Regions from separate parts of the Triticum aestivum genome. Here region 2 is linked to region 1. Evidence: chromatin contacts called from public Hi-C data. All regions are on one chromosome and are shown on one strand. Each heading gives the region's core, a stretch centred on a gene start, on an enhancer-like site or on the middle of the called end of the contact. The rest is flanking DNA. Distances are from core to core; before and after follow the strand shown. Region 1 overlaps LOC123051910 (a long non-coding RNA gene). Region 2 holds the start of LOC123051912 (probable protein arginine N-methyltransferase 3).

The links. Hi-C and Micro-C count contacts between places; a contact is called where the count stands out from the background.
Region 2: a Hi-C map of leaf shows a contact between it and region 1, with 4 times the contacts expected there. The contact joins the promoter of LOC123051912 here to the enhancer-like site in region 1. A contact is called at or near these places in 2 of 5 Hi-C or Micro-C datasets (leaf and an unstated tissue) and 1 of 1 datasets of contacts at active chromatin or transcription factors (leaf).

Annotation. Positions count from the first base shown.
Region 1 is chr2D:97,598,258-97,602,938 of IWGSC CS RefSeq v2.1, reverse strand. It overlaps LOC123051910 (a long non-coding RNA gene), which reads left to right. Exons shown (of 7, transcript XR_006424375.1): 7 at 1-1,664. Among protein-coding and RNA genes, the nearest start is that of LOC123051910, 6.6 kb to the left of the region's middle. Within about 2 kb of position 3,003, at least 4 of the 8 cell types and tissues checked have an H3K27ac peak or open chromatin away from gene starts, as enhancers often do.
Region 2 is chr2D:97,816,012-97,820,633 of IWGSC CS RefSeq v2.1, reverse strand. It overlaps LOC123051912 (probable protein arginine N-methyltransferase 3), which reads left to right and starts at 2,638. Exons shown (of 7, transcript XM_044474907.1): 1 at 2,638-3,013; 2 at 3,334-3,786; 3 at 3,914-4,011; 4 at 4,439-4,517; 5 at 4,600-4,622. The coding sequence starts at 2,699. LOC123051913 (thymidylate kinase) reads right to left here and starts at 2,586. Exons shown (of 6, transcript XM_044474909.1): 1 at 2,438-2,586; 2 at 1,874-2,200; 3 at 1,590-1,701; 4 at 1,440-1,499; 5 at 938-1,042; 6 at 311-717. The coding sequence starts at 2,127. The coding sequence ends at 607.

The sequences.
Region 1 (4,681 bases), core at 1,754-4,253:
AGTGTGATTTTGTTTGACCAAGTACACGGACCCTGTAGGCCTTCTGTAAATCTTCTATGTGCGCTGATTAACATCTTCTGAATAGGCCGAGTTGTCATGGATGATAATGAAGCTACAGTACCCCTAATCTGAATTTGCACATTGATCTTCGCTTCTTCAGTGCGTCCTATAAAAAAGGTACCCAGCAAGAGGACAGCTATGGTGATCAATGATGTATAGTTCTACATATGATGAAGGTTTCTTTTGCATGATAATTATTTTTCAACAGAACTTTAATGTTTTAAGTATTTGAACTACACATGTTGCTGATCGTACACTGCAGTGAAATTCATTTGCAAGTTGGAGTGTACTGTTCTTTGCCACAGGCCTCCGCAACACATAGTCGTCTTCCTCTTCCCTTCCAATTCACCTCCTCTTGTGAGACTTCCAATCTCTTGCTCTACCTTTCCTCCTGCTCCTTCTATGTATTTTTGTTTGTATGGTTTTACTCCGTGGTGCTTGCATATCCATTTGTCAGAAAGTATATAGCTAATTGTCGTGTCCCGTTATTGTGTGATGATATTCCTGCCAATGGTGTGAACTAGCATATGATGAAAACTACATCCCGATGAAACAAATTTACAAGATATAGTTTCAGAATTTAGTTGGTTTGTGTCTAACAATATAACCGTCATGTTAAATATGTTGCAAGTATTCACAAGACAACCTTGTAGTGAGGTAATTTCACCATGCATTTTGTAGATGACTCAGTGATGTCATCTTACCATCTTGGCTATGGTCTGGAGATCTTGGGTATCTCGCTGATGTCATCTATCCCGGGTATCTCTCTCACCCAATATTGATACTACTAAACTTAAACTATCCTTTGTAAAATTCTGTGAACTTGAATGGGAATGTTAATATCCTGATAAACAAGTTTCACTCACACACTGATTGGCAAAACAAAAAATTGGTCGGCATAAATGGATGTGGACACTTAGAATCAGATAGTGTGTAGGCTTTGGTTAGGAATATGCATCAAACTATATATTATCCTGTCCGTATAAATAACCCAATCCACGTTTGTTGTATCATACACTTTCCGAATTTAAACAACTACATGCTTATGGAAGCATGTTGACAAGGTAATGGCAGTCTATCCAATTATCCATCGTGATGTGCTAAATCTATAGGTTAGACCGATATAAATACACACAGATGTTTAACACGTTTATTTAGGACCTTTAGATAATTTTTTGCGATTTTTGTCTCAGGTTGGTGAAATTACAACAAATCTGGAGTTGTTGCTTTCATGCTGATGAGGGGTGCAGAACTAACTTAAGGATGTGTCGTTGTCTCTGCAAAGGGAGTTTTTGCTTGGTGCGTCACTTCCTATTCGGAGATGCAACGTCGTGTTTGCCCGGGTAGGTTTTTACCTTTCATATGGTCATTGCTGCCTCATGCTTTTCTCAGAGAGGGTTTTATCTGTACTGCCGTCTCTCCTCTTCATAGTGCTGCTATGCCTATTGCCACTCGACGGCTTTTTTCTCTATTTCTTTTTTGCTTTCTTTGCGCATGGTCGTGTTCTTGCCCCGGCCATCTTAGTTGCTTGGCTACTTTGGCCTGGTTGTATGGATGTTTGCTTTATAAATAAAGCGGGGTGAAAGCCTATTTTGAGAAGGTTTTATCTGTAGCCTGCAACCTTTGAGCATTCTTAACTACACTGATTTGTATGGCGATAACCAAGTAACGATGTAACATTACTGGCAGGCGGTAGGAAATTAGCTTTCTTTGTCGAGAAGCTTGAGATCTGATTTTATGTCCTGTCAGATTGTCCTGTTCATCTTCCGTATGTTTTGCAGATAATTCAGGAGCAGCTAACATTCCTTGTTTTGCTGACAGTATGTGTGGGTGTGAAAATGTGTATGGTTTTATGTTCTGATATACACACAACCAGTAAGATGTGTCCTTTGTTTTCAGGCTCAGTTGTGTGTTTCCTATGCCTCTCTTATGCTCATTGTTACCATGTGATTAGTTCAGACTATATAATGCTATGTATGAACGTACCTAAATATTTTCCCTTATGCTTCAAGATTTTATGATTGATCTCTAAATATTCTTACTTGCACGGTTTGAATGCTTGGTTCACTCTTGCCCTTTGTGCCATCGGCGCAATGGGTCATCTAGCATGAACAAAGGGCAAGCATATGCTTGAAACAACCGCCATCTATCTATCATCAATCCCATTTTGTGTTTACATATTTTAATGCACACTCTTTCAATACTTAGCTTTCACTCGGCCTTTGTGCCATGGGCGCAACGGGTCATCTAGTGACTACAAACACTAGAGCGAGCCGAAGGTGTGCCACCATCATCGCCACTCCCTTGCTAGAGCCGGGCAAACCTTGTAGTAAACAGTCGGGAAGTCGTCGTGCTAAGGCCCCGTAGAACCACTGCACCATAGCAGCAACCATCGCCGTTGAAGAAAGTCGTAGATTGGAAGAATTAAACCTGTAAACACATAAATAAAGACGAATGAAGATCGGATCAAACAGATCAACTGAAGACTAGCACCGGCGGCGGAGGCACACCTCCACACGCCCTCTGATGATGTTAGACGCACAATCAGGACGAGGATAGAACGTGGGAGACACTATTCCTATCGAGGGACATCGCCGTCGCCACACAACTAAAACCATGACGCTGAACCTAACAAGAATGAGAACGGGGTCCCTCCAATCGGCGGGGGGCTGAGGTCCTCAACAACTCCATGGCTAAAGGTATGCTCTAACTGTCCATCCACAATCGTAGAATTCTCTGTTGTTTGATACAATAGAATCTGGTACCCCAGGGATGTAATAAATTTTGTGATAATAAGCTTACTCAAAGGCAACATTATGCTTTAAAATAAAGAAGCAAGTTTTTTTAGGGGAAAATAAAAGCTAGTGAGAGTTGCTGTGTGTTTAAGCTAAATGGGCCTTTGGTGCTGTCCTGGTCGCCTTCAAGGCCCTAGTACTCACGCGGCCCATCTGCATCCCCGAAATGTCGAGGTACTACGACGGCCCGCTATTGGCAGGAGAACATTTTGCACGCTATTGGCCCGAAATGTCGAGGTTTATATCTCACAGTTAAAATAAGAATGCAGATGGAAAAAAATAATGTCTATTATATGAGGAGAATACGAAAATGGAACAAAAGCGTAGTTCTGAAGTGATAATTGTTGTGCATACCAAGGCTGAAGAGCTAAACCATAAAATAGTAGTTCCGCCAAATGGCTTTGATGTGTTAGTGAGTGGATGGGATATTGCGCGTTTATGAATCCATGCTCAGTTCAGTTATATAAGCACGTGACCATTTCCTGAGACCTGGTGGTGCTGTTCTCCCGGATACTGCAACAACTGTAAGTTTTTTTTAACAATGCCTGCATGTGTTATTTGTCTTTGTTTTCTGCATTTGGTAACTTTTTCCCTCTGTCCATAGCTTGGTGCTGGTTTCGGGAGAGGTGGAACGAGCTTGCCATTTTGGGAAAATGTGTATGGCTTTGATATGTCATCTATTGGGAAAGAAGTAACAGAGAGTTCAGCTCGGTTTCCTGTTGTTGATATTTTTCGAAAAGAGGCGTTTATTACTTAAAAGATTTAAGTATTACACCCGGCCTCTGCATAACTAAGATGCACACAGCTAAATAAGGTCCTCTCACACACACACAAAAAAAGACGAAATACAAAGAAACTTAGAGTCTGTGAAACACCTAAAGCGGAGGGGGCCCAATCCTAAGATCATTCTGCCACCCATGTTGGGTAAAAGTATCCCTTGCTGTATCCTCCAATCGTGTACACACCTCCGTAAAAAGGTCTTGGTTCTCCACACGTTATAGAGAGGACCATAAACGAAGAGTCCCGGTACATCTGTAGATAACCTGCAACAGAGACGTACTTTTATATTTAAAAACCTTATCATTTCTATATAGCCAAAGCGATAATGGCAAGCGCTCCCACCCTGAGAAGAGTTCTACTTGTGATCAATCCCATGCAACCAATTGCCAAATACATTACCAACATTACAGGGAGGATACAAGCCAGAAGCTATTTGGATGACTGACCATATAGAACGAGCTAATTTGCATTGGAAGAATAAATGTTTTATTGTCTCCTCATGGTGACAAAAGACACATTGCGGACTTCCATGCCAATTCCTCTTAATAAGGTTATCTTTAGTAAGAATGACTCCGCGACGAAGATACCATGCAATGATTTTATTCTTAAGTGGTATCTTCATCTTCCAGATCTTCTTATTATTATCAACTGGCACATCAGACTGGATTAACGCTCTATACATAGACTCCGCTGAGAATTGTCCATTCCCATGGAGGTTCCATCGGAATACATCAGACCCATGTGACAATTGCACCGTGGATAACCGCTGAAGCAGAATGTTCCACGATTGTAGTCTGGGTCCAATTAAATCTCTTCTGAACGTCACATTCGGCGAAAATGATTCCATCACCGTGGCGATAGTATCACCCTTGTGGCGCACAATGTTGTATAGAGCCGGATATTGTTCCCGGAGTGTGGCATTTCCTAGCCACTTGTCCTCCCAGAATCTAATTTCCGAGCCGTCCTTAATCAAGAAGGATCCATAGCAGAAGAAATATTTTTTCATAGCCATTAGACCCGCCCAAAAGTGGGAATCCCCAGGCTTC
Region 2 (4,622 bases), core at 1,389-3,888, 220 kb before region 1:
TATAGAAAAAGAATATAAACATTTAACATAGCAAATCTACATGATGTGAAAGAACATTCATTAATGAATCTAATGATACTGATTGTTATTTTATATGTTAATTTTTTTATAAACTTTGTCAAAATTTACAAAGCTTGACTTTGACCAAAGCTAATACGCGGACTAAGTAAAAACGGAGGGAGTACTCCGTATAGATCACATGCAGCTACTGAGATAAATAAATGAATTATGGAACGGAAGGAGTATATATGATTCCATATAAAACATAAAAAGCACGCCAGATTCAGTATATGGTCACGAGAACATTATATAAGCTCCATGGAAACAAAGTGCCACTTCACAGATATATTGAGCATCTGCACGCAGGTGTCGGAGTTCATAAATGGGTAAAGCAATCAGCAACGCTGAGTACTAACAGTCAATCACACACACATAAATGGGGAAAGAAGTGATGTGCCTGAATCTCATCCAGTCCACTTAAAGAGATCTAATGGAGCAACAGCCAATTACACACTTTATAGAGATCTAACGAGCAACAGTCAATCACACACTAAAGAGAGATCTTGCCGATGTGACTATGTGGTTTGGCATTTCATCGCGGGAACTCTACCAGGTTAGATTGGTAAGGTGCTTGTCTTGGCATTCTGAAATGCAATTCATGGCAAGTTCTCTTAGCTGTTCTTCCACGGTCTCCATGGGAAGGGAACCATCAACAACCTTCACGAAGGAAAAGGTAATGCAGTAAGCCATTGAATTTCAACAGAGTATATCGCAGGGTCTCTCAATTATTTTCTTCTCTAAATTCTAGACATGTATATTGCTTCACTTTAAGCTCCATCTCCTTGACCTTATACGTGACACGGACTTGAGTTGTGGCCAAAAGAGGCAAAGCAAATGCAATGGCCCTATGTCAGAAATCTTTTGTTGAATAAGTTACCTTCCATGTCAAATCACGGAGCGAATGGTAATGCTCAGCAACTCTCTTTTGGAACTCAACTCTTTCGTATCTCTCACCCCCATAGCCTCCTCTTTCGGCCGCTTTCTGAAACAGCAAATTCACATGTACCATTAAGAATTTCGGATAACCTGAGTAAACAACTGCAGAGAAGGGTACTTTTTGCTACAGATTCTGGGTCTGCAAAGAATTTGCTCAACTACAGATTTTTCATGTTTCCTACCTTAAGCAGAATGACATACAATTGACGCATATTGTTTGTTTCGACACTGAATATAGATGAACATCTTAGGTGCATCACCATCACTGAGTTCTATCTGTATGGTTATTTGATAGGATTATGGGCCTATGGTGGCCATAATCACCCACTATGAGGAACTGAATGACTCAAATGCACAAAAGCATGAAATAAGCATCACAAGCACACATAACCTAAATATCAGTTGCCTTGAACCCATAGGAAGAATTAGGAGCAATGGAGTACCTCCGGTTGTACATCAAGATATATTACAAGATCTGGAGCTAGCAGTCCAACCTCAGGGGCCTGCAACAAGAAAAAACAGGCAATACTTGTCAGCATTTCACACATAAGAAGGTGCGCACCTCAAGCTTGTTAAACAGGTATGTGCCTGACCTTGCACCACCCAATATCAAGTCCTTTAGCAGCTGAAAATGCCACTCCAGAATAAGAGTAGCGGTCAACGACGAGTGTAGTTCCACCAAGTAGCTTGCTTTCCATCAAACTTCTGCACATGACAAACCCAACAAACAGCTCCATATTCAGAACCATACATACATCTGAATTATTGCATATAGTGTGCACACTACAGATCATGTACTCACTACTCAAGAATTCTTTTCAACCTGAATCACTATCAGATTGCACACACTGAGATAGATTTCACAACACGAACAAACCTTTTCTCCCAGCGATTCGCGCTGAAGAGCAAATGGATGGTCCGGTCATCGAGCTGCGACTCGTTGGCGAGGTACGCGGAGATCATCTTCCCGACGCTGGTGTCCCTGTCCGGGAAGCGCCACCCTTCGGTTGCGCAGCCTTTCCCTTCCAGAAAGGACAGCAGCCGGGCGCACTGCGACGACTTGCCACTCCTGTCCAGCCCTTCCAGGACTATGAGCGCGCCGCGGCCGCCCTTGCCGCCGCCGTTCTCCATCCTCGCACCCTGGAACGCGGCCCTGCGCTGCGGGAGCAAGCCGAGGCCACGCGGAGCCGCGATGCTGGCGCCCCTGCGAGGAAGATTGCACGCACAGAGTGAGCTCAAGGTTGTATTCACGCGGTCTGTGGTTGAGGGGAGCTTCAGTCTTGGAGCCTCACCTGCTCCAAGAAGCTGCTCTCCCGGTGAGCCGAACCAACGCAGTCATGCACAGGCGAGTATACCTACGATTCCGCCCTCTATCAGTGTTCTTCCTTACATCGGCGCGACGGTGAGGAAGGGGGGAAGAGGAGATAAGAGGGGATCTTACCTGGGCAGACGGCTGTCTCCGGTGGATGGCGGCGGCGCCGACGGCGAGAGGGAGGGGGCGAGACGAAGGGCGGGTTGGTGGAGACCAGAGACTCGGGTCTTCTCTACGTATTATGGGCCGGGCCCACCTTCCAGTCTCTCTCTTTCGGATATCACGGCCCGGCCCATTCACTAGCCTCATTCGTCCGGGGCTTAAGCTTTCGCCTAGGGTTTAACCGAGCCGCTCGCCGCTGCTCGTCCCTCCACCAAGAAGCAATCGGCCATGGCGACCCAGGCGCGCGAGCTCCCTCCCAAGCAAGAGCTGCCCCGGGACGACGGCGACGACTACGAGGACGACGAGGATGAGGAGGAGGAGGAGGGGGAGGAGGGGTGGGACGACTGGGAGTCGGACGGCGACGACGCGGCGGGCGGCAGCGGCGGCCTCCTCTGCCTGTTCTGCAGCGCGCGGTTCGACTCCGACGGCCCCCTCTTCGCGCACTGCGGCTCCGTGCACGGGTTCGATTTCCACAAGCTCGTGAGGGAGCTCGGGCTGGATTTCTACGGATGCATCAAGCTCATCAATTTTGTTCGGTCCAAGGTGCGTCTCCTCTCCCCCCTTGCTTCCATGACCGCGCTGAGCTTCTTAGCTCGATTGGTTCGCAGTCGAATACGCACAGTTTGAAGCTAATTGCTGCGCTAAACTTTTGTTGTCGTATGAGGTTACCAGTGTCAGGAACCAATCCACTAGTTCCATTTCATGGTTGACTTGGATAGCAATTTTGGTGAAATTTGTGCTTGCTTGCTGCATTCCGTCACTTATGGATCTTATGATTGATCTGTAGGTTGCGTCGATAGTAATTTTGTTGAATTCTGTGCTTGTTTGCTGCATTCCATGACTTATGGTCCTTTGATATGTAGGTTGCAGAGAATAAGTGTTGGAGCTGCGCAGAGATTTCCCAACTTGAGGGCAAGGTTCCATGGGCGGAGGACTCGTACCTGAAACCGTTCATGGAAGATGACTCGCTGTTGCACAGCTTGTCCATCTTTGACGATGAAGAGGACGAGGACTGTGGAATGCCAGTGGTAACAGGGGAGTGTTCAGTGGGCAATGGGAGGTCAGGTGAACTGCAGGGGAATGGTCTAAATACCATTATCGACGATTGTTCTGATATCAGTGCTAGGTTTGAGAAAGCAGTTACTACTGAAAGTAATGGTGGAGATAACAATGGGTCTCTTTCGGAGGAACAGACTGATAGGCAGCTGAAGATTACACGTGCTAGTGTTACTGCCAAGGAAATTAAAAAAGTGGATGACAACTACTTTGGGTCTTATAGTTCATTTGGCATTCATAGAGAGATGCTGGGCGACAAAGTACGTGAACTCTTGTCATATGTGATTAATAGGTCCCTTCAACACATGTGTGTTGGTTTAATTTCATGTATGGGCTATTATGATTCACAAGATCATTTAACTCTCCCACTGTGCCCAACCTTTTCAGGTAAGAACAGACGCTTACAGAGATGCCCTTTTGGACAATCCTAGCCTCATGAATGGAGCAACTGTACTGGATGTTGGTTGTGGTACAGGAATTTTAAGGTATGTAATGTAGGATGTGAAATGCTTTTGCAATCGTGCTTTACTTTGTCTTACCATGACGCCTGATGCTTGGTGGCAGTCTTGGGTTCAGCTCAGGCACACCACAAATAAACTATCACTACTGAGAAAGAAAAACACTGGTAATAATTACGACTTGAACACGTAAAATAAAATAATCCCTTCTTTTGCAATAACTAAATAATAATAATCGCTTGACTAGGTCCAGTGTGCTCAATAGCTTGTTAGTCAGAGTTCTGACTTGGTTTAAATATCTAAATGCAATATTCGATTCACACTGATTGCATGTGGACTAGTGCTCATATCATCAAAGTGCAAGGCTGGTCTTTAACTGATATCGATATTCTTAATAGTGAATTGTCATTCGGCCCGTGCCTTTTGGGCTGTTGCTGACGGATTCTTCTCATAGTCTTTTTGCAGCAAAGGCTGGTGCATCTAGAGTTGTTGCGGTTGATGGGAGTGCAAAGATGTCTTCTGTGGCTACACATGTATGCTTTTCCTGATCATAATGCCAAACTCCTTGTCTCTTTGTACCATGATTTCTGTCTCACAGTTATAGAACAAATGCAGGTGGCAAAAAATAATGGTTTATT